2 separate regions of the Pan troglodytes genome follow, and region 1 is linked to region 2. The links are chromatin contacts, called in public HiChIP or PLAC-seq maps. All regions are on one chromosome and are shown on one strand. The core of a region is the stretch at or near the end of the contact, and the rest is flanking DNA. Distances in the headings are between cores, read along the strand shown.

Evidence for each region. HiChIP or PLAC-seq counts read pairs in DNA pulled down with a chosen protein or histone mark.
Region 1: a contact with region 2 is called in an H3K4me3 HiChIP or PLAC-seq map of stem cell-derived excitatory neurons, with 5 times the contacts expected there. The contact joins the promoter of VWA5B1 here to the promoter of CAMK2N1 in region 2. A contact is called at or near these places in 1 of 7 Hi-C or Micro-C datasets (stem cell-derived neural progenitor cells) and 1 of 1 datasets of contacts at active chromatin or transcription factors (stem cell-derived excitatory neurons).

Annotation. Positions count from the first base shown.
Region 1 is chr1:210,915,372-210,921,301 of NHGRI_mPanTro3-v2.0_pri, forward strand. It overlaps VWA5B1 (von Willebrand factor A domain containing 5B1), which reads right to left and starts at 2,625. Exons shown (of 22, transcript XM_054680262.2): 1 at 2,553-2,625.
Region 2 is chr1:210,711,796-210,717,444 of NHGRI_mPanTro3-v2.0_pri, forward strand. It overlaps CAMK2N1 (calcium/calmodulin dependent protein kinase II inhibitor 1), which reads left to right and starts at 3,467. Exons shown (of 2, transcript XM_001160942.7): 1 at 3,467-4,518. The coding sequence starts at 4,353.

The DNA.
Region 1 (5,930 bases), core at 1,375-3,874, 200 kb after region 2:
GGGTGGGTACACAGCCAAACCATATCAACCACCTCTTGTAGATTTCAGCTTCCTGATGTCTTTTGGGTAAGTCCTCCTCTCCATTCCCCTGGCATCAGTTCCAGCCTCCTAACAGCTTCCTACCTGGTCTCTCTGTCTCTAGTCTCATGGATTCCAGTCCATTCCCCACGCTGTAGCCAGATCTTTGTAATATCTGATGATACTTGTACCCATCTGTTAATCCCTTTTCTCAACCTGCCCTGAAGCCCTTCATTGACTCTCCCATGGCCTTCCATAAAAAGTCCCACTTGTTAGCATAACATTCAAGGCCTTTTATGATCTGTATTGATGTCTGGCCCTGCTCCTATGGACTCTTCACTCCAACCACATAGAACTACTTGAGGTTTCCTGGACTTGGAGTTGTCTCACACCTCTGAGATTTTACCCATGTCGATTCCTCCATCTAGAAGACACCCTGCCACTTCCCCTCTTGGCTCTCTTCTACCTGCCCTGCAAAGGAGAGCTGAAGTATCTCCTCCAGGAAGCAGAACCATCCTGTTAGATTACCTGACGTAGGGGGCCACAGTGTCCCATGCCCAGCACAGGGCCCCACACACAGTAGGTGCTCAATTAATATAATACTGGATGAAGAAGTAAATGAGACCTCAGAGGCAGCATCATGTCTCATGTACACCTGTATTCACGACATCTATTGCTGATCTTGACACACAGAGGGGCTTCATAATTATTTGTTGAATCAGCAAATGAAAGAACATATGACCCTATTACCTCAGTACCCCCAAAGAATCATGGCAAGCTACTCCTCTCCTCCCCAGAGAAGGTGGCAGTGGCAGGGAGTGGGGAAGCCTTGGCACCTGACATAGGCGGGAAGAAGGTGGGAGAGAGATCATGGCATGCCATGGGGCCGGGTGGTGGAAGCCATCTGCTCTAGGTCCAGGCAATAAGAGTTGCATTTTCTGTAGGGAATTTAAAAACAATTCAACTCAAAGTCAGTTTTCGTTTTATTATCACCTTATGGTGTTATGTTAAAACAAAGCACTGAGAAAATAATCCTCCTCACTGACCACGCCAGTGCCTATGCCTTAATGCCCCAGTACAGGGAGGATAAACCCCCTTTTAGCCATGACGTTGAGTCTGTCCCACCAGAGGACAGCCTTGGAGAGACAGGACAGCTGAGAATCTGTCAAAGGGGTCCTAACAACCTCAGTGTATCCAGCCTAGGTTACAAAGGCTTATGCCCTAGGTGTAATGCTATGTAGCTTAGGTTGGATGCCAGGAAGCCACAGGCAAGCTCACAGGGCACATAGCCAGAAGGTGGTAGAGGCAGAGTTTGTGCCAGGTCTCTGTGCTACCAAAGCTCACAAATGCACCTTCCAGGTCCTGTCTGTAGCTGGTCCTCGAGCTTGGTCTCCTTCTGGCCACTGCTGGCCCCTTTGGGCTTTGGCTGAAGGCTCAGCGTTTGTTGAGAAGGGAGGAGTCAAACTGGAGCCTGCTCTCATCACCTTTAGTGGCAAAAGCCTTAGGAAAGAGGTCCTCCCTGGCTTCGGGGACCAGTCTTTACTCAGAGCCACCCGGCACTCACCTAAATAATGACACCCACCCCTGGATCCCTGGGGGTCAAACATGAGTCCTTGTTCCATCACTGGCTATTTGTGGGGACCATTTTTCCTTTCTGAAGCTTGATTTTCTTATCTTTAGAGTGGGGATGGGAGTTCCTGTCTCCCCACTGGTGAATGGCAGCCCAGGCCACCGTGATGCTTTCTCCAGCCCTGCCCTCATTTCCCTCTGGGACAACTGCAACAGCCTCTCGTGTCCTGCTTCCCCTCAGACACCTCCCAAATGCTCTCTATGCAGCAGCCAGAATGGACCTTGCAAAGCATCAAATTCAATCTTAAGACACGCTGATTAAAGTGGTCAATGTCTTCCCATTGTGCTTGGATGAAGACACAATTCCTCTTCACCTCTGCCGACAAGAGCCTGCAGGTCTGGTCCCTGCAAATGGCTCCCACTTCATTTCCATCCACTCCACACCATCCAGAAACACTGGATCCCTTTCAGGCCCTCATTGGCTCTGGGCTATCTGGGTTTTGTCTAAGCTGTTTCCTTTACCCAGAATGTTCTTCCCTCCTCCCTTCAATTAAAGCCGTTAGTTCTTCAGGTGTCAGCTCAAGCATCACTTCCCCAGGAGACCATCAAGGTCACACCCTCCAATCTCCAGTTCTCGTGCCCTGAGTACCAGTCCCTCTGTAGATTGTGTAGCACTTATCACAACTGCAATTAACAACTTGATGAATGTCTTTCTCCTCTACTACAATGCAAGCTCAATGAAGGCCAATACCTTAGCTCTTTCGGTTACTTCCTCTGCTATGCCACGCTTGGCGCCTGCACCAGGTAGGCACTCAGAAAATATTTGTTGAACAACTGAGTATAAGCCAAATGAAATCACTAATGGAAAAGACCTTTATCAAGAATAAAAGGTATCCATTTGGAATTATTATTATACCTACTTAATAGGCGATAAAACTGAAAAGCCAAAAAGTTAAGGAACTTACCTGTCTCTTGGCTTAGTGGCAGAGCCAGGGCCGGAACCCAGACATAGTTCCTGGCACACAGAGGGGCTTGATCCCTGCTTACTGAGCTGACGCGGGTTCTCCCTACAACTTCAGCACCCTGTGCCCTGCACCCTGCTGTCTCTCCTGGAGGCAGGCTGCTTGGAGTGTACAGATGGCTGCTGGCAGAGGTCGGTGCTGGCTGGAGATGACTGCTCTGTCATCAGGTGCCTGTTTCTTATTCATGATCTGTTGCCATTCATAGTGCCTTGGTACAAACAAACAAGCAGCGACAGCTCCTGGCTTCAAAGCTGTCCTGGGGGCAGGAACACAGCCTGGCCTGGCCAGGGGCCCCAGGCAGCTCACTGATGGCAGGGAGAGCCAGGGGCTGGGCAGATGCAAGCGTCTGAGAACAGGTGGCTGATCAAGGCAAGGGAGGGCTGCTAGAGGGACAAAAAAGGGCTGAATCTCTGAAGCTATCAATCTTGCACCGTGCTCTTCCAGCTTTTTAAAAATAGACACATGGCAAAAACAAATTTTAAAAAAGGAGGAAAACAAAGGTAAATAGATTCTTTCAAGTGTGGTCAGGAGTACTTCCATGTGTTTCCTGCCCTCTGGCCTCTCATGCTCCCCTCTGCCCCACACCCAGGAGAAAAGGAGAGTGCATTTCTAGTGCCTGAAATCTTCAGGCTGCCTGGGACATTGTGTGAGTATATTGAGGACCTACCAGGTACCTGGGGCTGTGTTTTACACATGCTGATTCGTGCCATCCTCGAAACAGCCCTGGGAAGTGTTTGGGTTTTATTTGTTTTGTTTTAATTCAACCAGTATTTGAGCATCTCCTCTGTGTAGACACTGGGCCATGATTGGTCAACCCAATAGACATTGTCTTCACCATCTGGATCCTACACTCCACAGCAATGAGGTCATTAAAGTCTTGATAAGTGCTGCAAAGGGAATAACTTGAGTCATTTGCTACAGAGTCACTAGGGTGGGGGACTGGGATTACTATGTTGTATTGGGAAGTCAGGGGGGTGCTTCTTTGAGGAGGTGACACCCGAGCTGAAAAATGCAAGATGAGGAGGAACCCAGCTCCCAGCTGTTCAAAGGGTGGGGCAGGGGAGGAGCATTCAGAGACAGTGGGAGCAATAATTCCAAAGGGTAGGAAGGGGCTCCGTAAACCCAAGGAAGAGAAAGGGGATGAAACGGGCCAGAGCAAAGTGAGAGTGGCCCACACCAAGGAGAGGGGCAAGTAAGAGGTCGGAGGGACAGACGGGTCACCATGAGAGTTCACTGGGGGATATATAAAGAGGGCAAATGTGCTTTTGTTGCATTTTATGAGCTCATCCTGGCCACTGGGTAGAGAATGGGTTAGAGTAGGGGAAGCCGGGAGAAGATCATGGAGACGCTACTGTGGTAATAGATCAAAGATGGTGGTGGTGGTGGGGAGCGGTAGGGGACGGAGAGCAGTGGATGGATTGGGTGTGGGTGAAAGGGAAAGGAAAGAATCAAGGGTGCCTCCCCAGTTAGGGGTTTGTGTAATTACATGGGTGGTGGTGCCATTTGCAGAAATAGGCAAGGCAGGGGGAGGACCAGTTGGGTGGTGGCATTGGTGGGAATCTAGAAATTTTTTTAGGATGTAATGAGTTTATAGTAAATCATGTATCCAGGTACAGACTGTAGTTGAATATATTAGCTTGGAGTTCAGATGACACTGAGCTGGAGATGAAATTCAGGAGTCGTAAAGCTATACATGGAAATTAATACCCAGCAACAAGATCCTCTGAGCATCAAATGCAGGTTCCATGACAGCAGGGACCGTGCCTGTCTTGTTCATTGCTCTCTGCCCGGCGGCACCTACAATCTAGCACGTGGTAGGCACTTGAGTCATTATTGAAGACCGAAGGGAGAACATAAAAGGAAGCCACAGACATGATCCCTTCCGCCAAGGAACTTATACTAGGTGAGGGCACCCAGAAACAAACACAGCCTTAAATCCATAAAACAGTCACATGACCAATTTGCAATCAGGGACCATTTGTATGCCTCAGGACTGACATTTTCCTTAGCCTCACAGAACCTGCTGTGGTGGGTGGTCCAAATTAATAGGCTAAGTACACTTGCGAGGAAAATGTTTACAAAGAGCTTGAGAACAACTCTTTTCAAGCCATTAGAAGTACCTATTACAGGCTCTATATCAGAAACATTTGATGGGCTTATGCACAATTAATTTGCTTTCCTGTAGCATATTAAGCATGACTTTGTCACAGCACTTCTCTGGTGGTATTGTAGCCCTTTGGTTTGGAGGCACCCTTACTCCTCCTCTCCCCACCTGCCCTGTACCCACTCATCCACCAAACTTGGAGCTTTGCAAGGGTAGGAGGCCTTATCTGATTTATCTTTATAACTCCAGGGGATGGCTGGGTGCCAGATATCTAGCAGATAATAGATAACACATGACCATAATAGATAATAGAAACTTGATGGGTTTATTGCTAGTGAATTCCTAGCTATTTATTGAAACAGATTCTCAAAAATATCTCTTAGGTGATGCTTCTTGGAATTACTATATATGATCCAGTGGCAATAAAACTACATTTGTGGTTTTAAAACTCACTACATGGTAGCTGTGGAATATGGAGGAAGTCTCTTGACCTCTCTGGGCCTTCAAGGCATAGCCTAGAAATGTAGTCACCTGGCCCACATGGTGGTTTCTTCTAGGCATAGCCTAGAAATGTCTGCAATGCTTGGTTTCCTGCTGTCTATAGCATGTACCCATTTGTACCTGTTCATTTGTGGGGGGCGTGGTGCTCCTGGCTGAACTGAAGCCAGTACAGGCCACAGAGGCAGTCATGACCTCTGTCTGGGGAAGGAAGAGTGTGTAGAGGAAGCTTTGGGTGCCAATGCCCAGGGCCAGAGAGGGAGAAATCTGTGGAGTGCCTTGTCCTGACGTAGACACATGGGCCAGGTCTGGGCTCTACTGAGAAAGGCATTGATATGATGAGCACATATTATTCTTATAATTAAAACAACAACAACAACAACAAACCAAGTTATCCATGGATAGTCCATAAGCAAGCATGGTTGATTCTCCCTACAGAATATCTCTCAAGTCCACACACCCCTCGTCATTCCCCCTGCCTCCCTGCAGGACCGAGCCCCAGCCTCTTTCCTGGCCCACGTGGGTGGTTCCTGCCCGCTCTCAGCTGCCCTTCATGCCTCACCCCACTGTGCACTCATTGCCTGGTAGCCATAAATTAAATCACATCCTTGCTCTGCTTAAAATACTTTGGGGATGACATCACACTCAAAATAAAACCCTGACTCCTCACCACAGTCTTGGATGACCGGGCCCAGACTCGCCTACAAACTTTACTTCCT
Region 2 (5,649 bases), core at 2,217-4,716:
TGAAAAGATGTGATCTTCTCCAGGTTTCCCACTGGATGATGTAGAGTCAGAGGCAGCTTTTTCAAAGCCACAAAGAAAGCCTATAGCAAATAATAACAACCACTTTTATTGAGGACTGACTCTGTGCTAGGCGTGGTGTGTGTATGATCTCCTCCCCACAATGAACCACCAAGTAATAATGATTCTTATGCCAGTTTGACAGATGAAAAAACTTAGGCACAGAGAGTGAAAGGATCACAGACCTAGGAAATGACCGAGCAGGGCTTTGAACTTTTTTTTTTGAGATGGCGTCTCGCTCTGTTGTCCATGCTGGAATGCAGTGGTGCAATCATGGCTCACTGCAGCTTCAATTTCCCTGGCTCAAACAATCCTCCCTGATCAGCCTCCCGAGTAGCTGGGATCACAAGTGTGCCCCACCATGCCCGATTCCTTTTTAAATTTTTTGTAGAGATGAGGGTCTCACTATATTGCCCAGGCTGGTCTCGAACTCCTACACTCAAGCAATCCGACTGTCTCAGCCTCCCAAAGTACTGGGATTATAGGTGTGAGCCACCACGCCCAACCAGGGCTTTGAGCTTGACTGCCCCAGTGGGCTCTTCATCCTAGACTACGGCCCCAGACCATGTACTGCCAGGCTTCCTTGTGGGGAGGTGGGGAGGGAAGCCTTCATTCCTGCCTTATTAGGTTCCTTCACCTGGGTCTGGCCTCTTCAACACAGCTCTGGGCCTCTGGTTCAGAGCCAGCCTCTTGGTTTTGGGGAATGAGTGTAAACAGGCAGGAATGGAGTCCCAGCACATGTGTTGACTTCAAGATGAAGAGATGCCCCCACCAAATGCTGGAAGGAACGGAGGACTGAGTGAGGCCTTTGTGATAAAGACAAGTGGGAGGAATGGAGGTGGAGGAAAGCCATACTGATTAGCAATTGCCCTTGCAGAACTTCTGCGTGACCCGGGGGACATCACCCCACCTTCAGGCACCTTGTCTGTGAAATGGGCCTGACAGTCCCAGTCCCCTCCACTTCCGAAGCTTAGCGATTAATGAGCGAATAGTCATGGAGATGCTTTTCAAGCTGTCAAGCACCACGTGCTGGGAGGCGCGTGTGTTTCCTGAAGGTGGTAGGTACTGAGTTGGGAACATGGGATGCTGTCACCTTTAACCTTATTTGGAACAAGGCAAGGTAAACATAAAAACAGATGGGGTGGAAATTGGACTTCTATTCTTGCTCTCACTTGCTGTGTGTGCAGGGATTCGTCAGCCCTCGCTGGGTCTTTCTGCTTACCTTCTGTGCAGTGCTCAGCGTGTAAATTGTCGTAGGTGCTCAGCGTGTAAATTGCTTTGTGCCTCTCAGCAGCAAGGAAGGAGCCAGGCGGATGTGAGATGAATGGGGTGGTCCCAGCCCTGTATGCTGTCACCATTGCAGGGAGTCCTCTACGGAATCAGGGCTGGCCACAGTGGCTTCTCCTGGCTCTATCACTAGGCTGTGATCTTGGGCAAGTCACTTACCCTCTTTCTGCTACATCAGTTAAACAGGGATGCAACGTCTCCTCTTTCTACCTCAAAAGGTATTTATTTTGAGAAGCAAGGTCAACAATAGATGTGAAAATGCGTTGGGGGAAAATAAGAAAGGAGACAAATGTCAGCGCTTCTTGGAACTTTATCATCCTGCTTGTTACGCTCTTGTTTTCTCTCTTAGCACTTGGCCTTGGCGCTAACCTCAAAGCAGGCACTCGGGAAAGTCCTAATGAGTGAGCCAGGTGGCTTGTGGAGAGGAACAAGGTCAGTCCGGGGACCTGAGGCTTCTGCCATCGACAAGCTGTGGGATTTGGGGCTAGCCCCTGGTCCTCTGGACTTCTGTTTCCCCATATGGAAATGAGGGATAGGCCCAGCTCATCTCTAAGGATTCTCCCAGCTCATGTGGTCCTGAAATGGAAACAAATGAAGTGCTACCGTTCTTTCTCACTCATTAAGTCATCTCTCAAATGTCTATTGCACATCCACTCTCAGCCAGGCATCAGAGCCTGATTTTATTTTTGTTTTCATAACTGTCCTGCAGGGTACACAGGTAGTGGCTAGCCATATACCCATTTGACAGCTGAGACCATGGAAGCTCAGAGAGGAGAGATGACCCACCCAGGGTCACACAGTCAGCAAACCACGGGGTTGGGATTCAAACCCAGACCTAAATCCAAGGGACATGCTTATTCCACCTGCCACATTGCTTCAGTCTCCCTTTTCTCTGCTCCCTTCCTCCTCCCCCCATGGAATCTGGCTTCCCGAGGCCAGCCAATCCTTTTACACCGTTTGGAGAGGGGGCTGGACTGACTCCCCCCTCCACCAGATGTTATACCAGGAAAAAACCTTCCCCTTCTGCCTCCAGCTCCCACCCGCCAGAGTTCTAGATAGGAGGGGAGAGCTCCTTTCACTGTTGATGGGACCCCTTGCAGGGCAGCAGGATGAGCCAGGTGAGACTCACCTGGGCCACCTGGATGTGTTTCCTAGCCCTGCCTCCAGCAGCTGGCATGACCTTGGGGTGGTTGCCCCTCCCTGTGGTCAGGCCGGCTCTACTAAGCAAAGACGGTCTCCAGCGGAGGGCAGGTGCTGTTGGCTCCGGCGAGGATAATGAGCGCTCCTCATGCACCTTGCCCCCTCGGAGTTACCATCTGCTTGGCAGATGCGCCTCCCAGGCCTCTGGGGCTGCCCCAGTCTCCCTCCCGGCATCGAGGAGCCCGCTCCTCATCTCAGAGGCCATAGTCTCTCCACAGGGCGCACGGCTGTTGCTGGAAGGGAGGCCCCCGAGGGCAGAGGGCGGCAGACCCGGGACGTCCCCAGCGGAGGCAGCGGACGCCGGGAGCCAGGCATCCCGGGCGAGCCCGGCGTAATGAGGCGCTCCCTTCTCCTGCGGGAGGCGGGGCTGCCCCTTCCCTCTCCCCCTCCCCCTCCTGGAGGCCCTGCGGGAGCCGGAGTCCAGCGCAGTTGGGCGGGGGCGGGGGGGAGTGAGGCCTTCCAGGTCGGACTGAGCCGGGGCGGGAGGAGAGTGTGAGGCCCCAGTGGCTGGGCCCTCAGGGTCTGAATTGGGGAGCAAGTGTGGTGGGGAGGAAGGGCTCCCCGGTTTGCAGATGGCGGGGGAGGCTGTGTCCGCGGGTCGCCCTGGAGCCCTCCGATCTTTGCCCCGCAGCATCTGCCCCCCAGAGAGGTCAGCATGCTTCCGCCCTTCCCCGCGTGTGCGTCGTCTGTCCGCTCCCTCTCCAGCTCCCGGAACCCCCACTCCCCCCGAGGTCCCCTCGGGAGGCAGAGCCGGCTGCGGGGCGGGCGCGCACCAGCTCCGGGCCCCGTAAACACCCGTGAGCGGGACGGCGGGGGCTGGGGGCGGGGGCAGGAAGCTAGCGGCGGCCCGGGCCGGCCGGCGCGGCCCCGTGACGTCGCTCCGCTCGCAGGGATCTCTCCCCGAGGCCCGCGGGTCCCCTCCTCCCCGCCTCCTCCCGCCCTCCTCCCCGCGCCTCGCCTCGGCGCCGCGGCCGGCATTTCTCCTCGCAGCTCGCTGCCTCCTCTATCCCTGCCTCCCTCTCCCCCCTCTGTCTTTCTCCCTTCCTTCCCTCTCCGACCCTCTTCCTCTCCCTCCCGATCCTTTCCCTCCTCCTCTCATCTTTCCCCTGTCTCTCCGTTCTAGCTCGTCCCCCCCCCCCACCTTTTCTTCTTTCTCCTCCTCTCCTTCCTCTCCCCCTCTCCTCTGTCTCCTTCCACCGTCTCCCCTGCCTCCCTGTCTTTCAGTCCCTGTTTTTCAGCCCCGTCTCCCTCTCGGTTTCTCTCCCCCACCCTCCCTCCGGGTTTCCTCCCCGGTGCCCTCCCTCCTCTCTCCCTCCCCTCCCCCTCCGCCCCTCGCAGCCCCGCCGCTCGCAGCTCCCAGTCTGCCTCCCCGAACCGGCGCCGCCGCCCGCACTCGCCGCAGGACCGGCCCGCCCGGCTCCCGGGGTGCGCCCTCCTCGGTCCCGCGCCCTCCGGGCTCGCAGGGACGTCTCCTCCCTCCCGGCTCGCGGCCCCGCCCGGCCCGGCCCCCGCCCAGAGCCCCAGCGCGCCGAGGATGTGAGTCCTGCTCGCCTCTGGCGGAGCAGCAGCCACTCGCGCGCGGAGCCGGAGCGCAGCGCAGCGCAGCCGCGGGCGCTCTCCGGGCCGCTCGCGCGAGTGCTGCGCTCTTGCCCTAGCGGCGTCCCCCGGCCTCTCGCCGGCGCCACCGCCGCAGCAGCCCGCGGGCCGTCCCCGGCCGGCCGCCCCCGGCCCCAGCGCCGCTGACCCTGTCCGCCGCGGGCGGGGACGCGGGCGGAGGAGGCGCCGCGGCGGAGCCCCCGGACGCGACCATGTCGGAGGTGCTGCCCTACGGCGACGAGAAGCTGAGCCCCTACGGCGACGGCGGCGACGTGGGCCAGATCTTCTCCTGCCGCCTGCAGGACACCAACAACTTCTTCGGCGCCGGGCAGAACAAGCGGCCGCCCAAGCTGGGCCAGATCGGCCGGAGCAAGCGGGGTGAGTTCGCGGCCCCCTTGTCTGACACCCCCTTTTTCCCGCGCCGCGGCCTGAACAAGGGTTGCGGAGGTCTCCCACCCGCTGGAGCTCGTTCAGACCCGACGGAATCCCTTCTTGCAGAATTGGGGGATCCCGCACTGCGGGTCCGGCTGAAGCGGGTCGCAGGAACGCGTCCCCCTAAGCCGGATCCCCGGCTGGGTCACCCCGGGGGCGTGGCGGCTTCTAGCAGCAGCTGGGGGTCTCCACCTGCGGCAAAGTTTGCTTTTTGATTTGCGCCCCCCACCCCCGCCTTTTGCGCAGTGTAGTCACAGCTGCACTCGCTCCACAACCCTGTGGGGAGGGGGTCCCAGGGACCCCCAGGGGACGGCGTGGGGACCTGCGTGGGGAGGATCCCATTCCTGCGGGGAAGGCTAGGGTGTTCGGGTCGCACGGGCTTTTCATTGTTACTTGGCTTGGGAGGGGGTTTGCCAGGCCTGGGCGATCGGCGCGAGAGCTGGAAAAGCCCCAGAGAGGCGGAGACGCAGAGAGGCTCTGAGAGGAGCTCCAGAGACGCGGGGACAATGAGGGGGACCGACGGCTGCAGAGAGAGACTGAGACGCAGGGATGGAGGGGAGGGGGTACGCGGGAGACCGAGGGTGGCAGAGACCGAGACAAAGCTCCCGAGAGGGGAGCTGAAGCGGGAGAGACAGAGCCGAGGACGCGCGTATGGGGAGGACGCAGAAGCCGCCGAAACAATAAGGGCGACCGACACCTTAGACAGGGAGAGACAGAGACCTCGATCGGCGGCCGGCCGTCGCGCCGAGGGACTGGTGGAGGGACTGAGAAAGGCGAGGCTAAGTCGAGACGGTAAGAGAGGCGGAGGTTACGGCATGTGTCCCTAGCAGGCAGCGAAGGGAGGCTCTGACCTCTGCGGCAGCGGGGAGCGCGGGGCGGCCGAGTCAGTCGGCCAGCGGCTGGGAGAGGGCGCGCAGGAGGGGGCGCCCGCCCAGGCCAGGCCCTAACCCCCACCCGCTGCGCGTCGTGGGAACCGGTTTTGGCGTCCCCTCCTGGTTCCGCTCATCTCCGCACCTAGCCTTGCCCACCGGAGCTGCGCTCGGGACTTACCTGGGGTCCCGAGACCCAAAGACTTTG